2 separate regions of the Zea mays genome follow, and region 2 is linked to region 1. The links are chromatin contacts, called in public Hi-C maps. All regions are on one chromosome and are shown on one strand. Each heading gives the region's core, a stretch centred on a gene start, on an enhancer-like site or on the middle of the called end of the contact. The rest is flanking DNA. Distances are from core to core; before and after follow the strand shown.

Region 1 (6,974 bases), core at 3,217-5,716:
ATGAACAGTAATAATAAAAGAGAATAAAAGAGTAATTATGAATAAAGTATCTTCATACCCAAATCCACATAAAGCAATAGCAGGTACTACCCAAAAATATTTCAGGGGTGAACAAGGTATAAAGATAACCAAAACTGGGGTAACCTATTGGATCCCATCAAAATTAACCTATGCAGATCATTAAAATTAATAAGAACATGACTGGGAAAAGTAAGTGATCAAGGGCACAACTTGCCTTCAATGAGCTCCTGCTCAGCTACTTCTACTTGCTGAACCTCAGAATCCACAGTGGCTTGCTCGTCTACTCGCATCAACACAATACATACATAGTATAGCAAAAATCAACATCACACCAAACATGTAAATAAAATATACAGTAAAAATCTACACATTAAAATGAGATCATAGGAACTGGAATCATTAAATTTGGAGTTATAGATTTCAAGTTATGAATTTCTTAAGGTTTAATGTGCTTGAAATAGGATTAAATGATAAATTAATTTTCTTACTGTTTTCATGTCAAAACAGAGACACTAAATGATAGAGAATATTATTACAAAATTTTAGAAATTGGAATGGCTCAATTTGGAGCTAATATGAATTTTCTATGGATTATACAATTCCTAGCACTTATTTTCATATTAAAATCTATTTTCTAATTAATTTATTCAATTTACAACAGGCTCTGGACTGGGACTCGATTTCCAGAAAGGTCAGGGGTTCCGACGTAAAAATCCCTAAGACACAGTCTACTGTTAATGAGGACGGCGGGTTGGTTTCTGGAAAGCATAGGGGTTCAGACGCAAATCAACCTAACGAAGGGGTATGGCGGTATCTGGGTCGCACGATTGCAAATGAACGGCGCGGATTAGGTCCAGATTAACTTCGAACCGGCACCGCATCGAGGCCGTCAGATATGGGAATCATGGTTCGGATTTAATGACTCGAAGGGATACGCCAGATTTGATCTAGGCCATTCCCTGCACGATCGACGGTTGAGGGCCAACTTTCCCCTAGATCTAATCTAAGCCATCGAGTACGCGATCAATGGTCACGATCTCACAAGCGAAAAGGGGTATGCAGGGGTGATCCTGGCCCCTGATCCGTGAATCCATGGCTCAAAACCCCACACGCCTGCATCTAATCCCAACCGCATGATGGATATCCAACGGCCCCACGCATCATCTTCTTCTCCCCTGACGGGCCGGCCACGGCGGCACCCGAGTGCCCAAGGCGGAGGTTCGCCGGCGTGGGCTCTGCTCGTACCGTCCGACGCCCAATCCTGAATCAACCTAGTGCTAAACGAAGTAGAGACCACGACGAATAGCTCTGGGCATCACTTACCTGGGTTAGTGACGATGGTGGCGCAGTTCACGCAGAGATGCAAACCACGACGGAGGGGGAAAGTCGTCGAGCAATCGCCACCGATTTTCGGCCACATGAGCTCAACGAGAACAGCAGATACGATCCACCCGAGAGTGCGAAGCTATCTCCCCTACAAGTTCCACCGGAGCGACGGTGGTCCCTAGTTCACCCGCGGCGGTACTCCGCCTTCTCTCTTCTCTCGGTTCACGGAGCTGGCAATGGAATGGAGGGACGTGCAATGGCCGAGGCGCCGGGAGGATATTTACGCACCACGCGGGCGAGTCGGGAGGAGGACCGCGGACTTCTCGAGCGAGATCCATGCGCGAACATGGCCACTACGGCCGATTTCTACGGCGAGGACGGCGGAGGTCGTTGGATCGCGCGGTATTTGCGCGGAGCTGGGTGATGACAACACAGGCCCGCGCGACAGCGTAACAGGCGGAGCGCAGGGCACGTGGGCCCCGGGTGTCGGCACAGACTGCAGCTAGTTGGGCCGCGCGGAGGGATTTGTAGGTGGGCCGAATTGAGGGGAGGCAGCCCAACTGGCTTTTAACCTTTTCCTTTTTCTTTTCTGTATTCTTTTCTCTTTTTTTTCAAATTTAGGTTTTCATTTCTCCTTTTAGATTTCAAATTCAAATTTGAATTTCAGTTATGGATTTGTACTTATATCAAAATGTGCCAATTTACATTTGGAGATGAAGAGAATGTATTTATGTATATATTTATTCCCTATGTTTTATGTGGTATTTCTTTTCTTTTTATTTTCAAAACCCTATTTTCAAATTTAGAGTTTTGATTCAACTTCTAGTATTTATTATCTTATTATCCTTATTATTTTATTAATGCACAAACATATAAAACTCCAACAAATGCACTTTCTTTTATTTTAGTATCATTGGTTTAATTTAATCATCCTTGGTTTTATGTATGCTCTTTTCATGATGCAATTAAGGCACATAAAATGAGGAGATCTCTCTTTTATTCTTTGTATACAACTTTGAGTATTACAGCAGGGACGTTGGTGTCCCCGCTAGCCCTTACAATAGACATATCCCAAAAGTATCTTCCTCTCATGTTCTCAAGATGACTTTATTTGATGGTCGATTTACCGAAAATCGAATGACTTGGTCTTCAGGGCCGATCCTCAGAATCTTCGCCCTCACTTTCCGCATCATAACTATCACTGTCACCAGTATCTTCAGACAGGCCCTCCAGTATCTCCTTAGTAATCTTCTCTGTATTTGTTTTTGCCATAGACTCGATAAATCCAGCAATGTAAGGATTCACAACCTTCTTCTCCTCAAAAAGCTTCTCCTCTTTAGTCAGCTTCGTCTCAGCAGCAACCTTCTTGTCTTGAGACATTTCTCCTTCAGAAATGACGAAAATGCGTCTTTTTAACCGAAGCTCAGAAAGCTTGAAATACTAGCAAGCGTTAGTGAGCAAGAGCTATGAATTTGAGGAAGTAAAGCAAATGGCACAAGCAGCGTATCAAATATAGCTGGTGTGAGTTCTTATTTATACGCTCAGCACGCTCCAAATTAAGGGGGGCCCATCCGTCATTGGCTGTTGCTATTCTAGCAAAGGGAAGGTGCTTTTTCGAACCTTCGGCTTAAGGCCTTCGTACATGTCGCAGTCTGAACTTGTTATCTTAAACAAATTAATACTGCGAGGGGCTACTGTTGGGGGCCTTCGTCCTCCCAAGGTCCTCAAAAACGTAATTTAACAATATCTTCCAAGTGTGACATATGAACAGGTACCTTCGGACTCGGGTTAAAAGCATATACGATGTAAAAAGCATGATCATGACGAAGGTTGGAATTGCTCCGAAGCTACGCGCAAGGGAGCTTCGGCTAAATAACGGAAAAAGGAACCGACTTAAAGGGGAAAAGGCTATCTTGTCCTCATAGATTTGTCTATAAGTCAATAGTGAATATAAAGGGCATGAATGTAATTTCTCACAGGCTGCGTTCTGTGCCTATAAATAGATGAACAGTACGCTCGTACTGTTCACGCTGACTTGTATTCACTTGTGCGTCACGCTTGTACTTTTATCTTCTTTCAAGCCGAAGGTACATTTATAATTCAATATTATTTTTACCTTTTCATGGTAATATGATGAGAATGATTTAATAATGTTATATGATTGTTTATGTTGTCTCTTGTACTTCATATGCTTCTCCTTTTATTAACATATATCACAATCAACGAAGGTATGTCCTTCAAAACCTTCGTCCCAAGATCATTATATCCTAAGGGAGATAATAATTCGAAGGACGAAGGTCATTAACGTTTAACATTTTGTGTTGCCTTATTCTTAATTCATAGCATTTGAGAACAAGTCCCCAACAGTAACAAGATAACCAAACTAGGGTGAACTATTGGGCCCATCAAAATAAAACCTATGCATGAATTAAATGATTATAAAGAACATTATTGGGTAATAAAAGTGGTCAAGGGCACAACTTGCCTTCAATGAGCTCCTACTCAGCAACTTCTATCTGCTGAACACTCGGATCCTCAGCCACTGGCTCTTCTACTCACCACAATACAAACAAGCATAGTACGAAGAGGAAATTAACATCACACCAAACATATATACAAAATACATATTAATAATCTACATACTAAAATAAGATAATAGGAAAAAGAATCATTAAATTTAGAGCTATGGATTTTAAGTTATGAATTTCCAAAGGTTTTATGTGCTTGGTACAAGATTAATTAAGAGATAATTTTTAATACAGTTTTTATGTCAAAACAGAGACACTATGTGATGAACAATATTATTACAAAGGAGATAAAATGAATTTTATATGAATTTCACAAGTTTCTAGAATTTTTTGTGTTAAAAATCAATTTCTGATATTATTATATGGTTTTACTTATTCTCTAGACTGTGCGACAAATGCAGGAAAAGGAAGGGGTGACTACGTAAAAATCTCGAGACTCAGTCAATAGTAGCACTGGACTGCGGGTTTATTCCACTGAACCCGAGGGGTTCGTGTGCAAAAGGCTCGTAGCGAAAGGGTATGGAGCCTCTATGGCCGTTCGATCTAAAACCGACGCACTAGATTAGATCATCGCGTTATAAAACGGGTAGCCTACCCCGATCGTCCGATCCGAAATCAATGGATGAAGGGCGATCCTGCCGTGATCTAATCTAAACCATCCATTACCGCATCAACGTTCCAGATCCCACAGAGCGAATTGGTACGCCGTGATCTAATCACGATCGTCCGTCTTGAATCCTACGACCATGATCTAATCACGCGAAGGGGTATCCTATCATATGATCTTGACCGTTCAACTACGATATGATTGAACCGTGCAGGTTCGTCTTCTTTCTTTCCCTTCCACGGAACGACAGCACGAGTGTGATACACGGTGGCACCCTCGCCGGTGCAAGCCATCGCAAGCGCAAGAGCGTGCCATGAGCCAAGCGCGACACTACACAAAGAGAAGACTATGGCGAACCCTGTCGTGGCATCCATTTAGTGAACCACAGGTGGACTGGGCCCGACCACGACAGCCCGCGGAACCACGGCGGAGGCGCACACCGACCGGAAATCCCTGGCACCCTACGACCCCGTACTATGCCATTACACAGTAACCGCAACGGAAGGTAGGAGACAAATGGAACACAGAGATCCATACCAGCACTAGAGTCCTGGAGACGTTCGTCCGCAGCGTGACGCGAGATGGCCGGACCCGCCCTGCTCCAGCGAGGAATTGACACCCGATGGCCCGAATCCGCTCCAAATACCGGTATGAACCCGCTTTGTGCGCAACGGCGAACCCCGACAGCTGGACACAGGGTCGCAATTACGGCGAACTCCTGAGCACGGCGACGACGGCGCTAATATTCAGCTCCTCACCAACTCTCTATGCAACACTACGACCAAGACGAGGGGAAGGGGGAGAAAAGAACGGCGAGCTGGTTCTTATGCACGAGGCCGGGTCTCCCGAGCGATCCGTTGGGAAGGTGCGGAAGTGGTTGAGGGAGGTCTGGCTTCTCCGGTGAAGGAGACAGCTCGCGTTGTCGTGGTGAGGTAGCGAGGAACTGACCAAAGGGGGCCACCAGTCAGCGCAACAAGAGATGGGCGCAGAATTGGCAAAGCGGGCTCAGCAGTCATCCGGTCACTACCCCCGTGGGCACACTTGTTGGCACTGCGGCACGTGCGCGCCCGACCACGCGAGGCACGACAGGGGGCCGCCTGGTGAGAATCAGCCCAATAATGGTTTTTTCTTTCCCTTTTTCTTTTATATTATCCTTTTTCCTTTTCTTTTCCTTTTAATTTCTAGAATTCAAATTTGAATTCAATTTTAACTATGAACTTATACTCATTTTAAATGTACAAATTGAACCCAATAATATGGAAGGTCTAACTATTTTTATATTTATTTTCTTTATCTTTGTTTAGTATTCTTCCTTCCTTTTCTCCACATTTTAAATTTCTAACTTTAGGTTTAAATGTCTATTTCACCATTTGTTTATTTCTACTATCATTAACTTTGTAGACAAATGCACAAACAAATAAACACCAACATGATGCATAGGTTATTTAGGTGTATTTGGGTTTTAATCCCTTTTTAATGGTGTTTGTTTACATGTAATAGTAGGTAGAAACAAGTCATATATATAAAGGAAAATAATTTCACCTTTTATATTTTTTTACAAATTAGGTATTGCAGTTCTCTATAATCATTGTGGCATGCTTAGGTTAATTTGATGGGACCTAATAGGTTACCCTAGTTTGGTTCACCCTACACCTTGCAAAAAAATGAACTATTAGGTGGTTTGGCTATAGCTTTACCTGGTACTAGGATTAATGTTACATCTGAATTATGATCATGCTTACCATTATTGTTGGATTATTTATTGATCGTGATAAGATCATTTTGTTAATCGGAACATGGAGAACCACCCGGAAAAATAGTGCTACCACATGGGTGGAATAGGACGCCCTTGGCTGACTAATTAGGAATGCTAGTGGAGGACTACTTTAAACGAAAAGGGCAACCGCGGTGTGAGGAGCTAGCAGGATAGGGAGATTCTCGGGTCGATCATGATGCGATAGCTTTTTGGACGAGGGATCCCAATATTGCCCCTTCTTGTAGAAACCATAGTGGGTTTTCTGAAGCTTGTTGAACTTTGTAAAGGCATCATAGTGCTACCCTGCCTCGTCTCCTCGGTAGAGATGAATGGGATTTCTAGACCCCTTGGCAGATGGGTAACATAGCTTGTGGGTAAAGATGCGCAACCTCTATAGAGTGTAAAAATGGTATATCACTCGTGCTCACGGTCAAGAGTGGCTCGGACACTCACATGGCTAAGTTATGCAATTAAACCTTAATCTGTCATATGCATTGCATTGTGGGATTTATTATAAATGTGATCTCTTAGTTTGGGTCGGTATATACTTATACTTAGTAACTACTAATAAAATTTGACCAACTCATTAAAAGCAATGCTCAGCCCTAACCCTTATTTGTTGATAAACCTTACACTGCACATGAGTCCCCACCGTAAGTGAGTTCATGCACATTACTCCCCACAACTTGTTGAGCGATGAACGTATGTGAGCTCATTCTCGCTATAAACCCTCCCA
Region 2 (6,974 bases), core at 2,408-4,907, 150 kb after region 1:
ATGCAAACTAGGTGTAGCATACATAATGAAATGCCAATGCATATGATGTCATGCCAAAGTTTTAGTTCTCGTAACACCAGGGGTGTTACAGTGTTGGCATCAATCACCAAAAAGGGGGGAGATTGAAAGGGAAATGGCCTTCACCGTTTTCTCTAAATGGATTTTCATGATTGATGACCATCACAACCCAATGGACTAACTAGTTTGCCTAATTGATTATTTCATAGGTGCATAAGTCTATCCATCTCAATTCTAAGTCGACTGTCCGAAATAATGTAGATTTCCGGACATGAGAGATTTTTGGAAAATCGCCTGTGTGCGAACCATCCAGGCCCATCCAGTAGACCGTTCGCGACACCTCGGTGCACCTCGGACAGGAACTACGCAAATTTCAGATCTTCTACTCTGAACTGTTCGAAGGAGAGAAGAGTATTGTCTGAGACCAAGCGCGGATCGTCTAGCCCTCAGGCGCGGACCGTTTGCCCGTTGAAAACCAGAAAACCCCAAAGTTGACGGGTTCGGTAAAATTTATTTTTAGCGTCCTCGTGGACCGTCTAGGGTGCACGGTCGGAGCTCCATCACTGTTTTTCTAACATTTGACGACACATTTAATGCACTTATAGCCGTTACTACTGACCGTTGGGATTTTAGTCGTTGATATGCAGGGGCGGACCGTATGACCTAGTGGCGCGGACCGTCCGCGTGTGGCAGAAAATTGGTAGTGGCTATGTGGTGGTTGAGTGTTATAAATACAACCCCAACCACCTCTATTCAAGGCATCTAGTCATTCAAACTCCCACATTCATTGCAAAGAGCTAGAGTTCACTCCAAAGCCCCACACAAGCATCAAAGATCTTCCAAGTGCAACTATAGTGATTGTCTTCATTAGTGATTAAGTGCCTTGTGATAGATTCTAGAGAGTGTGAGCTAGTGTTTCATTTGTCGCTCTTTGTTGCTTGGTTTCTTGATCATGCTTTCTTGATATCCTTCTAAACTCTCAAGTAACATGTAAAGCTAGCAAGAGACATCTTGTGTGGTGATCCTTGCGACGTCTAAGTGACCCTCGAGATTAAGAAGAAGCACTCAACCGGTCTAAGTGACATTTTGAGAGAGGGAAATGGTTGAAAGAGACCCAGCCTACATGGCTTCCTCAACTAGGAGTAGGTTTTTTGGAACCAAACCTCAGGAAACAAATCATCCTTGTCTTTGTGTTAATCTTGTATTGCGATTTGATTCTTCCTCCCCCTCTCTCTAAGTTCTCTTGCTTGCAATCATTTTGAATTAGGTCCCAAAGTTACCCGCATTGATTGAGCAACTCGTGGCAAGAAGAACTATCTTCCGCACTCTGATTTCGTTACTACTCATTCTAACGTTAACCTCGGGTGAAGTTTGTGTTCAAAGTTTATAATTTACAGGTGTTTCCTATATGTCCCCCTGTAGGAAACTTTCACTTTTATTTCAACGGCCTTAGGCCTCCACCTTTTTTGTGGTGGTGTCTACTTAGGGTGTGTATCATTGAATATTTTTTTCTGCTTTCTCTTGCCTTCTTCATTTTGCTCTTAGGCGCTACAACTTGCACTTTTGAGAGTGTGTTAGTCCCAATGGGCACCATCGGGGCATGGAGTATTTGAGGACAACTATTTTAGCGGTATTGTCACACCCGGGTTTCGGGGCACCAAGACCCGGGCGCGAACATAATCATCAGGTGTGCTGGGACCAAGTCTCACACATATGATGAATCATGGCACAGGATCGAATGTCACATCTTTACTATATAATAGGAGTTCTATACAAAATAAATAAATAATTACATTATAAGTAGACAACGGTCCAGCAACCCAAAGTTGACTGGGAGACGACGGCCTAGACCTCTCACGAACACATCACAACATCCTCCATGCGCCTCATCCTGCGATACCTGTCCTTGACCTGTGGGGGTGTGAGACAGCAAGAGTGAGCTCACATACGTTCATAGCTCAACAAGTTGTGGGGAATAATGTGCATGACTCGCCAAAGGTGGGAGCTCACGTGAAGTTTAAGGCTTACCAAAGAGGATGGTTGAAGTTGAGCATTGCTTTTAAAGTTGGTCAAAATTTTATTAGCAATTACTAAGTATAGGTAAATACCAAACCCAATTAAGTAGTAGAACAAAAGTAATAACAACACCTGCGATGCAATGCATATGACAAATTGAATTTAAGTACTATAAATTAATCATGTGAGGGTCCGAGCTGCTCATGACCGTGAGCACGGCTGATATACCAGTTTTACACTCTGCAGAGGTTGCACATCTTTACCCACAAGTCATGTTATCCATCTGCCACGGGGTTGTACGGGCCCCATACACCTCTACCAAGGAAGCGAGGCAGGGTAACACTACGAGGCCTTTATAAAGTTCCACTAGCTTCAGAAAACCTGCTACAGTTTATAGTAAGCTCCAATGCAGGTATCCCTCACCTAACCGTCATCGCAGCAAAATCAACCCAAGGACCTCCCTACACTGACCACTCCCCGACTGCCCTTGCCCCTTTCGGGTAAGGTAGTCATCCACTAGCTTTCCTAGTTAATCAGCCAAGGGCATCCCATACTACCCTTGTGGTAGCACTGTTTTCCCGGGTGGTCGCTCCATGTTCCAATTAACATAATGATCTTATCATGAACAGTAAATAACAACTGATAACAAAAGTATAATCATGAAAAATGTGTATCTCAATGCCCAAATCCACATATAGCACTAGCAAGTACTACCCAAAAAGTTCAGTGGTAAACAAGCCATAAAGATAATCAAACTAGGGTAACCTATTGGGTCCCATCAAAATTAACCTATGTAGATCATTATGATTAATCAGAACATGAGTGGGTAAAAAAGAGTGATCAAGGGCACAACTTGCCTGGGAATTGAGATTCTAGGTACCAACTTGCTCTTCAGATGACACGTGTCCTCACTGCTAAACGTAGCAATACAGACAAACATGTATAGGCAAAATTAACATCACACCAAACATAAGAATAAACTGCATAACAATATTCTACGTTGCGTAACGAGATCGTAGAAACAAGAACCACTAAATTCGGAGCTACGGTTATTAAGTTATGAATTTCCGAAATTATTTAGTGCTTAGAATAGATTAATCCAAATGAACAATTTTAATTCAAGTTTCTTGGCTAAACAGTGCTATTAGTTGATAGACAATATTAAAACAAAATTAATGCAACTGAAACGGATTAAAAAGAAGTTAAAATGAAATTTCTATGAATTAAATAAGTTCTGGATATATTTTTATACACAAAAACACTTTTCTAAATTATTTTCTAGAATTTCCTAAGCTTACGGACTAGGCACAATATTTCTTAAAAGATCAGGGGCCTAAATCACAATTCCCCTAAGACTATGATTCCTGGTGCAAGGACCTCGGGTTATTATTAAAATGTCCAGGGTCTCTTATACATAATCCCCTGGCTGAAGGGGTATGATGGATTTTGAGCCATCCGATCTAGTCCCAAGGGCCCAGATTAGAAATCCGGCCACTACGAATCGGTACGAATCTTGATATGTCCGATACAAAATTGACGGCCCAGATCCAATGACTAAAGGTTTACATCCTCGGTCCAATCTCGCCCCTCTATCCCACGATCGACGGTCCCAATTGATCCAGCCGAATCGCTACACAGTGTTTGATCACAGCCGTTCATTTTAGACCAACGACCACCACGCTGTCCACTACTTCCCAACGCCGACCCGGTGAAACACCGCTCTTGGGTACAGCGGCGCCATGGCCAGTGCGAGCCGAGATACGATTCCAATGTCCAAACTTAGATTAGATGAACGCTACGCGTAGAGGAGAGCAAGGCGAATTGATCTAAGGGTAACACCCAGATGTATGCAGCCCAGTGCCCAGACCACGGTGAGGAGCGGGCGGCGGCAACCTCGAACGCCGGCGACGAATTCCCATTGGACCGCATGATCCCGAGCCTGAATCTCCCACCGCACATCTACCCTACGCGCTCCTCTTCCCTCTGGACTGGTCGCCGAGGTCGAGCCGGCTCCCGCCCATGGAGATTAAGTCTGGCGGTGGGTTTCTCCTCTGTTCTCCCTCGTGGCGAAGCTTCGGCGCGTGCGACAAAACACCTAGTTGACCTATGGTGGCGGTGCTTGGATGGAATGCGGAGAGAAGGTCACGGCTACTGGGTTCTTATACCCAAGTTCCGGTGAAACAACCCGCCTGGAAACCACGGAGAGGGATTTTCGTCCGCCAAACGCGCGTTCAGTTGGAGAAGAACGAACTGACAAAGGGGCCCACTCGACAGCGAGTCATCCGCGACGAGTGCCCGGGTCAATCGGACTCACGGGCACGGGATTGGGGAAAGTGGCTGACGCACTGGGCCCAATTGTCAGCGAGAGCGAAGAGAGGCGCGTGCAAAGGAAACTGGGCCGCGGGAGGAGGGGAATCGCTGGACCCAGGGACCCACATGTCGGCGCGCGGATGGCTGGGGAAATTCATTCGTGGGCCGAATGGAGGGAAGTCGGCCCAGCACAGGTTTCTGTCTTTTTTCTTTTTATTTATTTATTTTCTTTTTTCCAATTTCCCCCCTTATTTTCACATGCCAAATTCAAATCTGATTGTGATTTGTTTTTTTAAATATCCAAATAATATGCAGCACACAAAGATCACAATATGAATTTATTTATGTTTATTTTCATATGCTTATATTTAATTATTTTGATCCCTAGTGCAATTGTTTCCATTATGCACACACATATCATTCATTTTAGAAAAATATTATTTTTTTGTAGGATCAAGAAGTTAATAATAAACTAAAATTGAATATTCACTACTTACTTATCTTTAGAATCAAGTAAGAGTTACTTAAATACTCTGAAAAGTTTTTATGTTATACTTTTATGAAGGAAAAAAATACTCTGTTTTGGTTAGTGAATTGAAGATCATCAATCTTTTAGAAAAAATGTTATAGACTCTAAAATGGAATTTTCGGGGTTACAAATTATACTTTTCAAACTTAAACTTGTCTCATACATTTGAATTCAAATGCAACATACAAGAAAACTTTAGCATGAGATGCCTATTTCTATATTTATTTATTTGTTATTTGACTACTTTATCTCTCTTAAGTGAGTATTCACAAAGAAAAGGGAAAACACATAATTCCCAAAACGATGTTATGTAACTCCATGTATTTATTTATTTCATTATTATTAATAATAATTTTTTTCCTTATACAAATTTTAGGGCTTTACAGGTATTGACTTTATCTTTTTCTTTATTAGTTTCGACCAATTTACCGAAGGTCATCGTCCATTCATTATAACCATTAATGATGACCCATGTTGTGCCTATTCTAATAATGTCACCAGCTATTGTCCTTTTCCTTCCTTGGAACATGGGGCGAATTCTATAGATGTGGGAGTTTTTTCCCTATGCCCCCTACCGGATTGGTTGGCTTTTGGGGCCGGGTATTCTGGCAACCTTGCAAAAACTGTTCCTGATGACCAGATTGGGGAGGACCCAATCGGTCATGTACTGGTGGTGCCAGCCTATCAAACACATATGTTTCTTGTGCCCCCCAAGCTGGGTGTGGCTGCATCTCATAAGGGTATGGCGACATGCTCCACATGTGATTTCGAACATATGGGAGGGGCATGTATGTATGAGGGTATGAGAATTGAGGTGGGTATGGCATGGGTGGATATTGAGGTGGAGGGGTCCATGGTGTTGAAGTGAGTTGTGCGTTTGGGACTAATTGAACAACATTTTGGGTCGATTTATTCGGCCTTGTTTGTTGAGATGACCCAGTTGCTTTTGCCTGCCTGCCTCGGGTGGGCAAATAGGGTCACTTTACCGGCCGATCATTGTAACTAGCCTTTTTGTTGACATACTTAGACAACAGTTGGTCAAAGTTGGGCCGACTTTAATGAGTCGACCAGGTGCTTTAGCTGTATTTTGTTTGCACGTACCTATTTTAGGTTGTCGGGGTTTGAAGGTATGTAGTCGTTGCTGCCTCTGGTCACTGCCAGACCGTCTGCCCACACTGGCCGGACTATCCGCCGGAGATCTGGATCGTCCACGCCTTTGGGCTGGACCGTTCACAATATGCAGAATAGGGGCCCTGGCCCCGCCACCTGTCTGCGCCTGCCCCTAGTGTTGGAGGACTTGATGGTGATCTTCAGCATCTCTCCCCCATCTGTCATCTTTTTAGTAATGACTTCCCTAGAGAGAATTTTCCTATTTTCATCGAGGACCTGAGGATCGCTAATGAGGATACCCTTTCCCTTTTCTTTATCGACCACCTCTGGCCGAACCAAGATTTTCTTACCATCAAAATCTATGGTGTTAATAGGGAAGGGCTATTTATCCACCTGCATTTCTTAAAAATTTAACAGGCCTTCGTTAATGGCCTATTGAATTCGCGAATGAAATACATTGCGTTCTTTAGTGGCATGAGAAAACGAAATATACCATTTAAAATAATCTTTCCTTTTTAATTCATCAGCAGGTGGGATGGTATGAGTCATTTTAATGTTGGCGATTTTCACTAATTCATCAAATATTTGTCACATTTGGCAACATTAAAGTAAATTTTACCTCTTCTTGCTGATTCTTTTGGACAGCCTACAGAGAGGTACGGGATGATGGTTTGGCCTTGGCTAGCCAAACCATCTCAGCGGCATACACCTCTTTTGGCTTGGTGTTTGAGCTGCTTTGATCATAATTAACTAAATTGATATTGTGACATGCTGCTCGAGGTGTATCTATACTCCAGCTCTCATAAGCCAAAGCACGCTGATGTATTGTGCTAATGTAAAAACTCGGATGCCTTCTAATTTTTCCTTTAGCACAACCCATTAAGGGCTAACTCTACTGCTTATTTCTCTACAATGTGGATTTGGAAACATCGATTTCTAGTGTCTCAGAACCTCTGGATATAATCATTAACCCATTCATCCTTTCCTTATC

Evidence for each region. Hi-C and Micro-C count contacts between places; a contact is called where the count stands out from the background.
Region 2: a contact with region 1 is called in a Hi-C map of leaf, with 4 times the contacts expected there. The contact joins two enhancer-like sites. A contact is called at or near these places in 2 of 25 Hi-C or Micro-C datasets (endosperm and leaf).

Annotation. Positions count from the first base shown.
Region 1 is chr5:100,587,660-100,594,633 of Zm-B73-REFERENCE-NAM-5.0, forward strand. No RefSeq gene overlaps it. Among protein-coding and RNA genes, the nearest start is that of LOC103626745, 70 kb to the left of the region's middle. Within about 2 kb of position 4,467, at least 18 of the 20 cell types and tissues checked have an H3K27ac peak or open chromatin away from gene starts, as enhancers often do. A contact at or near this core is called in leaf, where this site is marked.
Region 2 is chr5:100,741,879-100,748,852 of Zm-B73-REFERENCE-NAM-5.0, forward strand. No RefSeq gene overlaps it. Among protein-coding and RNA genes, the nearest start is that of LOC103626749, 13 kb to the left of the region's middle. Within about 2 kb of position 3,658, at least 17 of the 20 cell types and tissues checked have an H3K27ac peak or open chromatin away from gene starts, as enhancers often do. A contact at or near this core is called in leaf, where this site is marked.